Regions from separate parts of the Xenopus laevis genome. Here region 2 is linked to region 1. The links are chromatin contacts, called in public Hi-C maps. All regions are on one chromosome and are shown on one strand. Each heading gives the region's core, a stretch centred on a gene start, on an enhancer-like site or on the middle of the called end of the contact. The rest is flanking DNA. Distances are from core to core; before and after follow the strand shown. Region 1 has its middle 14 kb from the start of bcam.S. Region 2 holds the start of tomm40.S (mitochondrial import receptor subunit TOM40 homolog).

Region 1 (7,677 bases), core at 1,718-4,217:
TATTAGGGGGACCCTAACTCTACGGAATAGGGGTTTATAAATGGACGTTGTCAGGACCAACAGTAATTTAGGCCACACATTTGATGTACCACATCTATGCCAGTCATGTTCCCCTGGACCCCTATAACAGTTATTTGACCCAGGTTTTCAGCAGTAATAATTGAGCTAAATCTGTAGGTGTCTGTGATCCTGCTGAGATGAACAGAGTCACCATCATAGGATTAAAAGCAGGACTCATGGGCCCAGATGAATTGGGGGAACTGTCAGAACCCAATCTTGCCATTATGGGACTTCTCTTCAAATATTTATGTATAAGATTGCTGGGCTTTTCCTGGCTAACCTTTAAATGGAACCCTAACAAATTATCTGATGTAGGAAATAGCCTACTGTATCCCCTTTTATTTTAAAGTACATTTTCCCTTTAAATAAAGCCAATAGTCAGATATCAGATAAGCCTGTGCAACAGCTGTGGGTATTAGTGCAACAGTATACCTGATAGACATGCGACCTTGCGGGGAGAGGCAACTCATAATTGTTACAAGCCAAGGAAGATTACTCCTTAAACGCAAGCCAGACAGAATTTGCTTTGCATCAATAATCTGATGAGCTCATTTGCTGGCAGCGATTTTCTGCTGGTTTTAAGAAAATTCAAACCCCCGAGCAGGAAATAAAAGTTTAGTTTGTAATATACACACATTGCAATGTGATTATACTACATATCAGCATTGTATTATTGAGTTATTATTTTCTCCCAGTTACATATAAAGATTTATGTGATTTTTATATTAAATTCTGAAATTCCCATGTCTAATACTACTGGAATTAATTGTGGGCTTTGAGAGTGAGCAGCATGTCTAATGCTCAGTGCTCTGATCCCTGGTGTTTAAAGGGATATTTCTGCAAAGAGTCTTTGGTACAGTCTAAGCAGCTCCTATAGTAGCCGTGGGGATAGTAGCCACTGGGAAGTGACTGTAGTTGTGGAATAGCAGGTATAGTAGGGAAAGATGTGCGTATAGTAGCAGTGGGATCATAATCTCTGGAAAGGGACTGTGATTGTGGGATAGTAGGTAGCAGGTAAAGTAGGGAGAGATGGTGCCTATAGTAACAGTGGGATATTAGTCTCTGGGAAGGGACTGCGACTATGGGATAGCAGGTAGGTATAGTAGGGAGATATGGTGCCTATAGAAGCAGTGGGATAATAGTCTCTGGGAATGGACCGTGGTTGTTGGATAGCAGGTATAGAAGGGAGAGAAGGTGCCTTTAGTAACAGTGGGATAATAGTCTCTGGGAAGGGAGTGTGGCTGTGGGATAGCAGGTATAGTAGGGAGAGATGGTGCCTATAGTAACAGTGGATAATAGTCTCTGGGAAGGGAGTATGACTGTGGGGTAGCAGGTATAGTAGGAACAGATGGTGCCTATAGTAGCAGTGGAATAATAGTCTCTGGGAAGGGAGTATGACTGTGGGGTAGCAGGTATAGTAGGAACAGATGGTGCCTATAGTAGCAGTGGAATAATAGTCTCTGGGAAGGGACTGTGGTTATGGGATAGCAGGTATAGTAAGGAGAGATGGTGCCTATAGTAACAGTGGGATAATAGTCTCTGGGAAGGGAGTGTGACTGTAGGATAGCAGGTATAGTAGGGAGAGATGGTGTCTATAGTAACAGTGGGATAATAGTCTCTGGGAAGGGAGTGTGACTGTGGGATAAGTATGTATAATTATAGTTAAAGTAATATAGGAGTGCTACTGATCTGTACAAAGTTCCTCTCTGTAATATCATATATGCAAGGGAACACATTTTCAAAAGCATGGATTTTTAGTAGCATTATGATAAAAAAAATATGATTACGCCCCATATCAAGACTTTACCTGGTTGCGTTACCAAGGGAAAATTTTCTCGCAGGCTGACTTTCCATAGAAATGCCATTTTATATAGGAGAATATAAATGAATATTGCTGGTGAAACAAGGGTTGATATTAGCTTCCCAGTCTCTCAAGGTAGAGCTTATTGACCCATGTGTGGAGACAAACAGACCAATATTTGGACAGATTATTTTGGGCAGGTTTGGAAATTCATCTGGCTGAAGATGGCATCAAGCCAAATGATGTGAGTATTCTTGATTGCAATATGCAGTATGATATTATATAGCCCTTACTTAGGACAATTGAAATAACCCCGATAACAATAATAGATACATTTATCACAACATAATTGAATATGCAATAGTTACAGCTCATGGAGACTTTATGTGTAACCCACATAAAAGCCAGTTGCAGCGATAGACCTGGCAATTGTTTGTAGGTATAAGATACGTTATCCAGAAAGCTCACAATCATGGAAAGGTCATCTCCCACAGACTCCATTTAAATCTAATTTTTAGAAATGATTTCCTTTTTCTCTGTAATAATAAAACAGTATATTGTACTTGATCCAAACTAAGATATAATTAATCCTTATTGGAGGCAACTTTTAAAGATTTTTTTAGTAGACTAAAAGTAATAGCCTCTGTATGTACACCTATGATATTTATTGTAATCTATGCAATCTATGGCTATTTATGCACCCAGAACGTAAACCCTGATTATTCTCTCTCTCTTTCTCTCAAGAGGAAATCAGTGGTGGAAATTAAAGTCTAATTTGAAATCAAAGCAAACCAGATTATTGAGAATGCAGAGAGGTTATTGGTATAGTTCTGCAATGGATTTATTGAGTGAGTCAGAGACTCCTGAACTACAGATGAAGTCCTGCGATGTGCTTCCATAAACTGACTCATGAGCAAATTTATTCTCGTGGGTCATTTTGTTGAACTGGGAGGTCTTTATGGTGAATTGAAGGTAATACATGGGCAGAAAGAAAATTCAGACACACTAGGACACTGGTAACAGGCTGGCTGCAATACATAATGGTATCAAGTGGGGCAGTAAGGCTCCTATCCCTGTCTGCTATTATTGTGCTTCCAGCTACTGGATGAAATTGAGCATTACAAGTGCAAGGGAGACAACCAGATAAGAGTTAGTGTGGATTGTATTTATGTCTGTAATTATATTCCTAATTTTCTCATATTTTTGTGCCACACTCCATAGTAACGACTAGAGCCTGCACTCACTGTGCCACAATCCATAGTAAGGACTAGAGCCTGCACTCCTAACTGTGCCACAATCCATAGTTAGGACTAGAGCCTGCACTCGCTGTGCCACAATCCATAGTAAGGACTAGAGCCTGCACTCCTCACTGTGCCACAATCCATAGTAAGGACTAGAGCCTGCACTTGCTGTGCCACAATCCATAGTAAGGACTAGAGCCTGCACTACTCACTGTGCCACAATCCATAGTAAGGACTAGAGCCTGCACTCACTGTGCCACAATCCACAGTAAGGACTAGAGCCTGCACTCCTCACTGTGCCACAATCCATAGTAAGGACTAGAGCCTGCACTCCTAACTGTGCCACAATCCATAGTTAGGACTAGAGCCTGCACTCGCTGTGCCACAATCCATAGTAAGGACTAGAGCCTGCACTCCTCACTGTGCCACAATCCATAGTAAGGACTAGAGCCTGCCTCATTGTGCCACAATCCATAGTAAGGACTAGAGCCTGCCTCACTGTGCCACAATCCATAGTAAGGACTAGAGCCTGCACTTGCTGTGCCACAATCCATAGTAAGGACTAGAGCCTGCACTACTCACTGTGCCACAATCCATAGTAAGGACTAGAGCCTGCACTCACTGTGCCACAATCCATAGTAAGGACTAGAGCCTGCACTCCTCACTGTGCCACAATCCATAGTAAGGACTAGAGCCTGCACTCCTAACTGTGCCACAATCCATAGTTAGGACTAGAGCCTGCACTCGCTGTGCCACAATCCATAGTAAGGACTAGAGCCTGCACTCCTCACTGTGCCACAATCCATAGTAAGGACTAGAGCAGTGATCCCCAACCAGTAGCTCGTGAGCAACATGTTGCTCCCCAACCCCTTGGATGTTGCTCTCAGTGGCCTCAAAGCAGGTGCTTATTTTTTAATTCCTGGCTTGGAAGCAAGTTTTGGTTGCATGAAAACCAGATGTACTGCCAACCAGAAGCTCCCGTAGGCTGCCAGTCAACATAGGGGCTACCAATAGCCAATCACAGCCCTTATTTGGCACCACCCAGGAACATTTTTCATGCTTGTGTTGCTCCCCAACACTTTTTACATCTGAATGTTGCTCACGGGTGAAAAAGGTTGGGGACCCCTGGACTAGAGCCTGCCTCATTGTGCTACAATCCATAGTAAGGACTAGAGCCTGCCTCAATGTGCCACAATCCATAGTAAGGACTAGAGCCTGCCTCACTGTGCCACAATCCATAGTAAGGACTAGAGCCTGCCTCACTGTGCCACAATCCATAGTAAGGACTAGAGCCTGCACTCGCTGTGCCACAATCCATAGTAAGGACTAGAGCCTGCACTCACTGTGCCACAATCCATAGTAAGGACTAGAGCCTGCCTCACTGTGCCACAATCCATAGTAAGGACTAGAGCCTGCACTTGCTGTGCCACAATCCATAGTAAGGACTAGAGCCTGCACTCGCTGTGCCACAATCCATAGTAAGGACTAGAGCCTGCATTCGCTGTGCCACAATCCATAGTAAGGACTAGAGCCTGCATTCGCTGTGCCACAATCCATAGTAAGGACTAGAGCCTGCCTCACTGTGCCACAATCCATAGTAAGGACTAGAGCCTGCACTCACTGTGCCACAATCCATGCACATGCAGCATACACTCCCTGTGCACTAGATTCTATTATAAATATAGTATTTATTCCAGTTTAAATAGTCTATTTTGCAGTGCTGTACTTTAAATTCACAACAGTATGACAGACAGAATCCAAACAAGTACAAACATTGGAATAGGCCTGTACTCAGATATAACCACCATGATTGTTATGCGCTATTTAGTTAAGTGAGTAATTTTTCTGTCATCAGCATTTCATTTAGGCTTTGTTTTAATGCATGCTAAATGTATGCCTGCATTAAACTAATCAGTATAGTCATCTGGTTTTTGTCACTTTTTGTGCCAGTGAATGTGAATTTTTCCATTACCAAGCTGGTTCCCAGACACCCTTTGCCCCTGTTTTCCTCTGGCACCTTACTCCTCCGATTCACCCGTCTGTGCCTCTTCCCAGGATTTTTTCCACCTTCATTGCTATTTCTATTGCATATATATTTCCTTTCTCTATCTCTGCCATGCCCTTCATTTTCCCTGTCTGCACTCTCTTCTACTTGTTCATCCTTATTTCATCCCTATTTATTCAGAAACATATGCAGATGGTGCCTCACAAGTATGCCGCCCTATGTATCTGACCCTCCATACCAGCATGCCACCCTAGTTCTATATATCACATCCTCAATACAAGCATGTCACCCAAGTTCCATATATGTCACCTTTAATAACAACATGTCACCCTAGTTCTGTGTATCTCACCCTACATACCAGCATGCCACCCTACTTCTGTATAGTTCATCCTCCATACAGGTATGCCACCCTAGTTCTATGTATCTCACCCTACACACCAGCATGCCACCCTAATTCTGTATAGTTCATCCTCCATACAGGTATGCCACCCTAGTTCTATGTATCTCACCCTACACACCAGCATGCCACCCTAATTCTGTATAGTTCATCCTCCATACAGTTTGCCACCCTAGTTCTATGTATCTCTCTTGTAATATCGCACTCCACCCTAGTTCTATGTATCTTTCCCTGCATACAGGAATGCCACCCTAGTTATATGTATCTCACTCTCCATACAGGCACACCACCGTAGTTCTATACATTTCACCCCCGTATTCATCTAACTCGAAAATGTGGGGTTGGTGGGAGCTAAATAGATTTGACTCTGTGTCCCAGTAACTCCTAGTTACACCACTGCAGATATGAATGGAAAAAAGAAGGATACACATGTGCAAAGGAAAAGCATAGGGAGGACTGAAGAAGAATACTGAAGTTTGGCAGATGGACATCCCTGATTGGGAGATATATCTATATAATACACAAAAGCTATGAATATCTTGTAAATTATATCCTTATTAACGGTGAGTTCTTATGTCATCAGTTATAAATGGTGAGTTGTGATGTCATTTCTGTCACATGACTCACTGAAATTTGTGTATTATAATAAATAAAGTACCCCCAGTTGCAAAATATGAGGATATTAGAAGTTACCTCGGAGTTCCATGACCTGTATATGGTCATGAAACTCCTCGGTATCTTATAATATCCTTATATTTTACAAGAGGGGGTACTTTATTCACTATATCTATAAAATATAAAGTTAATATACTAGTATAAATGACTAAAGAATAACAGGTTTCACCCTCCCCTACCTGTCTGTAGAACTGCACCTATTATATACATGTTTGAGTAAGCTATATTAAATACAATGCCCTTGTTACTTCTACTTCAATTAAATAATAGGGGCATTACAGATAAAACTGGTAAATATCTGAAACACTAAACAACTTCACACACCTGCTCAGCATGCACCCGGCCTCGGCAAGAAGTGCAAACAGAACCAGAATTGCCGTTGCCTTGGTTACATCATGCACAATAATCATTCCACTTTTCTCGATCCCCCGTGGAGTCATATGAAATTGTGTCTTTTTGGACCCCAAAATTACTATAAATATAACAGAATTAAACAAAAGTGTCAAATCAGAGTTCTGGAAGAAGAACACATGGCCCACAATACTTAAGAGTTCCAAGGTGAGGTTCTGGATACTCTCAGATACAACAGGCGCTTGGATGACCTAAGTGCAACTAAGCAGGGGTCTTTGTGTAATCATAAATTATAAAACAATTAAATTACTGCTTTTTGTGTTTGCCTTAAACCGATATTCAGGAAAATATTACACGCTTAGTTTAAGGACATTTCTCTAGTTGTCAACCCAAATACCTAGAGCCCAATTGTCTGAAATGGCCCTCTGATGGCATTGATTAATCATCTGTGATTCAAAGGCAGGACCCTGGCCTGTCCCTTCCTGAAAGAATTGCTGAAAAGCACTCCAAAACTAAAGGTTGGCAGGTGCCTGTGGCACAGTTTGAAGGGGTGAAATTCAGGGAAGGAAAAAAAATTCAGATTGTTCTTAATTTGGTCATACACTATAAGATCTGCTTGTTTGGTGACTCAGTCCGACTCGAAATTCAAACCCACCCAATCGACACCTGCCCAATTTTTAATGAGAAATTGATCAGGTGGGCCGGACAGAGGGCCCCATACATGGGCAGATAAGGTGCCAAATTGGTCTAAAGGACTGGAATTGGCATCTTAAATCTGTCTATGTATTGCAGCCTTTACTGGAAAGTCATTGGTCTAAAATCCTTCTTTTCTCATATTGGTATGATAGCAGAAACAAAACAATTACTAACGACAGCACAGAAATAAATATATGGCATGCGATCAATGCCCTGAGAACTTACAATCTAGTAACTGGGGCACAAATAAAAATGTACACGAGGTTTGGGTTTGTGGCATTGTTGTTCAGCAGATAAAGGGCACAGCTCTGTTCTGGTTCTCTTCTTACTTCACTAATCATTCCTTCTGTGTCTCCTACAATGGAGTAACATCTTCTCCCCTGCCTCTTTCTGTTAGGGTTCCTCAAGGGTTTTTTCTCCTTCGGCAAACTAATCAACTCGCATGATTTCC
Region 2 (7,677 bases), core at 3,559-6,058, 110 kb before region 1:
CGCCTTCCATCTGGATTGGGAATAATTCTATGGAGGAGAGAGTGACATTACATAAATACAGGCTAAGATATACAGCAGTTATGTATGCACAAGCATCTGGTACAGAGGTAAAACTTGAAAAGGCAGGTAGCTCAGCAGAAACAAATGCTATGTTTTTAAAGGTGAACTACCGTGAAAATGTAATATAAGCTTCAGCATACTGAAATAAGAAACTTTCAAAACACAATCAATTAAAAATTCTGTACCTTTTCTGAAGTAATCAAGTTTATGTTCACTATTCCTCTCTCTGCATTTGTTTCTCTTCATTCTTTCTTCATGCAGCAGTTGGGTGTCAGATAATCATTGGCTAAGTGTCATTGGTAGACACGAAACGCGTCAGGCCTTGGTTCTTATTTTTGGAAAATAAAATGTAAGCTTTTAACCTTTTACCATCTGACTACGACTCTCCTACTTTGTGGGACCAGGCTTGTGCAGCCTCCTTTGAAGTTTCCAGATATTCATTGATAGTTATATCCAATATATCTTATAGGGGGCTCCTTTTGCCTAGATGTATTAGAGCTCACTTTATATGCAGAATTTGTGCAAAGGGCAGTTATTTTGTTAATTTTGTTTGTAGATCTCACTCAGTTATTTGAGTGAGCTCTAATACATTTTCTAGGCAATAGAGCCCCCCTGTAAGATATATTGGATCTAACTGTAAATGACTATCTGACATCCAATTCCTGCATGAAGAGAAAATGAAGAAAAACAGATGCCGAGAGAGTTATTGTGAGCATAAACTTGATTATTTCAGAAAAGGCTCAGAATTTTCAATTGATTGTGTTTAGAAAGTTTGTTATTTCAGTGTGCTAACACTTATATTAAATTTTCACTATAGTTCCCCTTTAATAACGAGAACAGATGCATAAAATTACATGAAAGTGCAGAATATGCGAAAGCAAATAAAAAGAACAGGGAAGACACAGAAAAGGAACAGAACCGTTACCTTTACACTTGCGGTGGCACTCCTCAAATGTGCCAGGGTTTGGTAACCGGTCTTCTTGTGTTTCCTTCTTATCTGGAGTGGGGGTCAACCCAGCCACAGGGGGCATTGTGAAGCCAGGAGGTACAGATACTAAGCCTGGGGCTGGAGGGGATCCTGCTGGAGGGGGAGCAGGAGAACTTGCAGCTAGAACATTCCCCATCTTTACCTGAATATTAAAATAAAAGCCTTGTGAGTAAAAGCAAAGAGCAAACGCAATGGATCATTGCAGAAAAGCCTTACACAGTACCTGTGGGCACTCATTGTGCTACAATAACCTAAAATAAAATCCCAGTTACTGGCCACTGAACAAAACCTGCTGCAATATAGTAACATATACCATTATGTGTGTACTGGAGGACCCAAGCACCTGTGTACTTTAAGATTTCCAGTTAAATCGGGTTGAAAAAAAAAGACAAAGTCCATCAAGTTCAAACACTCCAAATGAAACCCAGTATCCATACATACGCATACCCTGCCATACCCTCACATAAACTATATATACATAGATATCTATAATAACTATAGAATCACAATAGCCAAGAAATCATCCAAGCCACTCTTAAAGGCATTAACAGAATCAGCCGGCAGTGCATTCCACAACCTCACTATGAAGAACCCCCTACGTTGCTTCAAATGAAAGTTCTTTTCTTTTAGTCTGAAGGGGAGGCCTCTGGTACGGTGATCCACTTTATGGGTAAAAAGGTCCCCTGCTATTTGTCTATAATGTCCTCTAATGTACTTGTAAAGTGCAGTACTCTTGGCATAGTGTGTGTTTTTAATGCTTCCTTTCACTGTGCTTTATATCAGTGCTGATTAGAATGGTCCCTAGATCTCCATAGGACGCTTTGTATGAATGACAACAGTGTTTTATTATAACAGGGAATCATGAATGCGAAAAGGCGGCTATGGGGTCCACAACAGGAAAAGTCTTGGACGACACTGCCTTATAGAAAAAATAACCCATCAGTTAATAGTGCTGGTCCAGCAGAATTCAGCACTGAAATCAGTTTCTTAAGAGAGATTTTTTTTTATATCTAGTTTTCAAATCTGACATGGGGCTAGACATATTGTCAGTTTCCCAGCTGCCCCCAGTCATGTGACTTGTGCTCTGATAAACTTCAGTCACTCTTTACTGCAAGTTGGAGTGGCATTACCCACTCCCTTTCCCCCCAGCAGCCTAAAAACAGAACAATGGGAAGGTAACCAGATAGCAGCTCCCTAACACAAGATAACAGCTGCCTGGTAGATCTAAGAACAGCACTTAATAGTAAAATCCAGGTCCCACTGCGACACATTCAGTTACATTAATTAGGAGAAACAACAGCCTGACAGAAAGCAGTTCCATCCTAAAATGCTGGCTCTTTCTGTAAGCACGACCAGGAAAAACGACCTGAGATGGCGCCTACACACCAATATTACAATTAAAAAAAAAATACATTTGCTGGTTCAGAAATTAAATTTGATATTGTAGAGTGAATTATTTGCAGTGTAAACAGTGTCATTTAGAAATAAAAACTACATCATAAATATCATAACAGAATCCATTTAAATGTGCATTTATGCAAAGAGCATGTATTTGCTTCCTCAAAGCAATCAAAGCCAATCTGATTCCAAGGGTAAAGGCCCCCATACACAGGCCGATAAAAGCTGTCGACAGACCTAGTCGGCGTCTTATGTGTGGGGCCATCCGACGGGCTTCCCTGATCGATATCTGGCCGAAAGTTGACCATTTCTCGATCGGGTGGGTTAATAAATCCGGTCGGATTGTGGCCGCATCTATATGTGTATGCGGTCCCATGATCCAACCACCCGTATCGGATCCATTATAATCCGATCTTTGGGCCCTAGGGCCCACAATCGGATCAGCCCGACATCTCCCACCTCAATGTGGGCATATCGGAAAGAGATCCGCTTGTTTGGCGACATTGCTAAACGAGTGGATCTCTACGTCTATGGCCATCTCAAAGGAGAAGGAAAGCTACGGAGGCATTTTATTGCCAATAGATTAGCGGCAACAGTGCAAGCTAGAATGCTATTTATTCTGTAGAATGTTTTACCATAACTGAGTAAAAAGCACTAGAAACTCTGTTTGTTTAGTATAGGAGCTGCAGTATTAATGTGGTGTGACATCACTTCCTGCCTGAGTGTCTCCCTGCTCTGGGCTCAGATTACAGTAGAGAAGGGAGGGGTGGGGGGAAGAGGAGCAAACTGAGCATGCTTTTGCCCAGGGCAATGAGGTTTAAGCTGAAAACAGGAAGTCTGATACAGAAGCCCATGTGTACACAATAGAAGGAAAGAAATGCTGTGTTTCTTTTGACAGGGGACTCAGAGCAGCACTATTTTGGGTGTTTACTGGTATATTTAGATGGACCTTTCTGATAAGGCTTACTTAGTTTTAACCTTTCCTTCTCCTTTAAGACACTGCACCTGAGCATGGCCTAGAACACAAGAAGTGTCTTGGTTGTCAATGTTGTTTCAGCAGATCTCTTCCCACTGAAACAAGAGGAAAAATTATGGCCCACACTGAACCAACAATCGATAAACAAGCAGGGCAACTGGTTTTGAATGCCATTGGGGAGCAACCCATACAAAGAGATTTGGTCACTGGGAGGACCCTATCATCATAGCATGTGGGTGAGGTTTCTTAGCCAGAAGCAAATATGGCTGCTCCACACATATAAAAACAATATGTTAATAATGAATTGCTTATTTTTTTAAATAAATGTTGCTATAAAAGTGCACACACGCTCTCCTTAGAAAACTGGTTTCTGACCAAAAAAAAAAAGCAGCAAGCAAGCCTATAGTTTTGTATATTCAGCCTTGGCCTTGCTTAATGGCACCTGCTCACAAGCGCATAAAATGAACTTAACACCTTGTACAATTAAAGGATATATACAACTGAGTTTTGCATAATGAAAGAAAGTGCAATGTAAAGTCATATGCAAATTCTATATGTTATTAATGCTATTTGTACGTGTAATTGCCTGTTTATATGCTCTGCACCCCCGGTTCTGACTTCTGAAACAATGTAGCACAAGCCAGCTGACCAACAGAGCAGTAGAAGGAGTGAACACCCACAAAAGTCAGCCCAATAGAACACAAGGAGAGAATTTCTACTGCAATACTGCAACTTTGTATATTGGATAGTTGCTGAGAATAGAATTTTTGCATTATTCAAAAAAAATAATTTGGGTGAAGTTCCCCTTTAATTCGCCACACACCCTTGTTGTTTATCCAATCAGCAGCTGTAGAGGTGATTCACCAATAAACCATCATCAGGAATTAGGCCTTACAATGGCAGAAGGCTGGGACCATGTTTGTATTAATATGAAATATCTGCTTTCGCCCCATAAGAGCCCCCTGTGTGTGTGAAGTCAGGGCCCCAGTACAACAACCACCAGCCCCTGCCTTAGAACTGGCCCAAATCATATCAATAATGATCCCCTCCTGTCAATTCCCTTTCCTCCTTAACCCCCACATGCACTGCCTGTGCTCCTGCCATTCTGCACACTGTGTCTCACACTACATTAACCACAGCCCCCCACACATATAACAATCGCTCTGCTCCCATTTTGTGCATATCCCGCCCTCCCCGTTATGTCCTAGACACCCCCAAATCCCCCTCACCTTTCCTCTCCTCTCTCCTGCAGTCTCTGTGATTCTCACATTCACTTACACACACGATAGGATCAGACTAACCCGCTCACCCCTCACGTCCCGCCTACTGCCCTACGCTATTGGAGTCTTCTCCGTCCTCCGCCTTTAAGGTAAGATATGAATGGACAACGTGGCGTGCCAATCACCCGGCTTTTTGCAGTTCTAACAAGCTTGATCGCCGCCCTTTTCTGATTGGAGAGCCCTCTGCAATGTTGCATGGTTATTGGTTGGAGTCGGCGCTCAGGTCGCAGTGCAAGGTCGCGAGACCCGCCCCAGAGTTCCACGCGCTGTCTGACCTCGGCGGCCATCTTAGGTTGTCATGGAGAAATCTGTCATGAACGGGAACAGCCTCAGGCAGTGGGCAATGACGTAAACGAGCGTGCGGCGTGATGTCACGTTTTAAGCCTAGCTTATTATGAAGTTAATACGGGATATTATTTGCTATGGGGCGTGGTACATCAGTCAACCAAAGATGAAATACTTCAGCACAAGGGAATCATTTTGTCAGTGCCTACATTTACTGAGAGAGTGAAAAGAATTTTACACCAGCCTTTGTCAGAATCAGCATTTCTGGCAGTATTTAGCCAGTCAGGCAGAACCCCACCCCCCCCCCACCTTTTTCCTATATATTTATCTTTTTTCCTTATTAATAACATTGGGATCAACCATCAATTTTACCGGCCAGGTGGCAACCGTAGTTACATTTATTGTCTCAATTAAAATTTTATGGCAGTGGTTGTGAGGGGTTTTCTTTGTGTAGAAGGCAAATCTCCATATGTTTGGTAGGGTTACCACCTGGCTGGTATTTTACTGGCCTGGCGGTAAAAATAATGGTTGATCCCAATGTTATTGATAGGGAAAAAATATTAATATATAGGAAGGCCGGTATTTTTTTCCGGGAAAGGTGGCAACCCTAGCTGCCCCCTTTTCTGGAAAATACTGTTTATGGTTTTTCCATATTTATAACCCCGATGGCAGCAGGGCCGCCATCAGAAATCATGGTCTGTACAACAACATTTTCTGGTCCCAGCCCCCAAGCCCTACCCCTAGGGGCTACCTCCCAACTAGGGTTGCCACAAGACTGTCTGATGCATATTTAATCAATAGAGGTAACTTGCACAAAGTATACCTTCTTAAATATTAAATATGCATCAGATAGTCTTGTTGTGGTTTGTAACATCTTACGTTACCACCTTGAAAATTATTTTAGCAGCTGGAATGTGGTAACCCAAGGGGTGTAGCAGTGATGTAAAGGGACAGGGTGATGATATGATGGGGTGGAGCAATGACCTAATGGGTGGGTTGTAGACATGGAAGAATAGGATCAGGGAAGAGAAAGGTTAAGAAATAGTTTTCGGCTTAAATGGTCGCAAGGCCAGTCCTTTGGCAGGGCCCCCAAACAAAGTGTTGCAGCCTACTGACACAAAGTATACAGCAAAATAGGGGCATAGAGGACTGAGATAGAAAATAGGGGCACACAGTGGAAGAGCAAGAGGGAGGAAACGGGTACATGATGCACAGAAGAGTGAAAAGAACAGGAAAGAGGGAAGAAATAGGGGCACATAGGAACAGGAAAAAGGGAGGGACACATGGAAAGAGTGAGAGAGAGGAATGAATAGGGATACACGGAAAGAGTGAGAGAAAAAGGAAGAAATAGGGGAGGGACACAGGGAAAGAGTGAGAGAGAAAGGAAGAAATAGGGGCACACAGGTAAAGAGGGAGTGATAAAGGAAAGGAAGAAATAGGGGCACATGGAAAGAGAGAGAGAGAGAGAGAAAGGAAGAAATAGGGGCACACGGAAAGAATGAGAGAGAAAGGAAGAAATGGGCACACAGGAAAAAAGTGAGAGAGAAGGGAAAAAATAGGGGCACACGGAAAGAGGGAGAGAGAAAGGAAGAAATAGGGGCACACAGGAAAAAAGTGAGAGAGAAGGGAAAAAATAGGGGCACACGGAAAGAGGGAGAGAGAAAGGAAGAAATAGGGGCACATGGAAGGAATGAGAGAGAAAGGAAGAAATAGGAGAACACAGGGAAAGAGAAAAGAAGAAATAGGGGCACACAGGGAAAGAGTGAGAGAGAAAGGAAGAAATTGGGGCTTATGGAAATAGGGAGAGAGAAAGGAAGAGAGAGAGGTAAGATAGAGAGGCACACAGGGACAGGAGAAAAACAAAGGGAGAAAATAGGAGCAAGAGAGCGGGGGGGGGGGGAATAGAAGAGTGGACTGGGCCAATCGGGTTTGTACATTATTGATGTTAAACCTACACCTCTCCAGCTGTACAGCATCCAATATCTGCTTAATATTGTCAAGATGATCTGAGAGCTGTTTAACATCAACTAGAGGACATGCTTGATTAATTTAGGTTTTCCAGGGCCCAAGCATTGTGTTGGCCCCTTTTCCCCATTTCCGACCCTGATCAAAAACAAGGTGCTTAGCTAATCTACACCAAGGGTTAAATGTTTTAACTTTGCCATAGCATAGGCTACAATCATTTCTTTGTCCTAATAAACTACCCCATGATGCCAAATTATTCTGTACATCAAAGGCTCCCAAATCCAGTGTGTGTCATGTGATTGCTCCAGATTGGAGCAGGGAGTCTTTGATGTATATGCAAGGCTCCCATCTTAAGTCATGCAGCCATTGGGGACTTTCCTTAATAAATGTGGATCTAATTTAGTTTAATGAGCCTTCTGGAGATTAACAAACCCGAATTTATAATAGGATGTCCTTAAAAAAATTTCCTGGAATATAAATCAGAGAAGGCTGAAACAAGAAAAGGCAGTGGGGGGGGGAGGGGGGCTAATGTTGGATAAATATGATAAGGGAAAGTGGTGACTCAGGCTGACAAATACACTGCGGAGAGGTAGAGGAAAATACATTATGGGAGGAGAGAATAAAGGCCCCCACACACAGGCTGATAAAAGCTGCCGACAGACCGATGGGCTTCCCCGATCGATATCTGACCGATAGTAGTCTCATCTATTAGGGTTGATATTGTG

Evidence for each region. Hi-C and Micro-C count contacts between places; a contact is called where the count stands out from the background.
Region 2: a Hi-C map of the XTC cell line shows a contact between it and region 1, with 6 times the contacts expected there. The contact joins the promoter of tomm40.S here to the enhancer-like site in region 1. A contact is called at or near these places in 2 of 4 Hi-C or Micro-C datasets (the XL177 cell line and the XTC cell line).

The regions. Positions count from the first base shown.
Region 1 is chr7S:95,464,636-95,472,312 of Xenopus_laevis_v10.1, reverse strand. No RefSeq gene overlaps it. Among protein-coding and RNA genes, the nearest start is that of bcam.S, 14 kb to the right of the region's middle. Within about 2 kb of position 2,967, at least 1 of the 7 cell types and tissues checked has an H3K27ac peak or open chromatin away from gene starts, as enhancers often do.
Region 2 is chr7S:95,577,653-95,585,329 of Xenopus_laevis_v10.1, reverse strand. tomm40.S (mitochondrial import receptor subunit TOM40 homolog) reads right to left here and starts at 4,808. Exons shown (of 11, transcript XM_018226788.2): 1 at 4,652-4,808; 2 at 986-1,190; 3 at 1-27. The coding sequence starts at 1,184.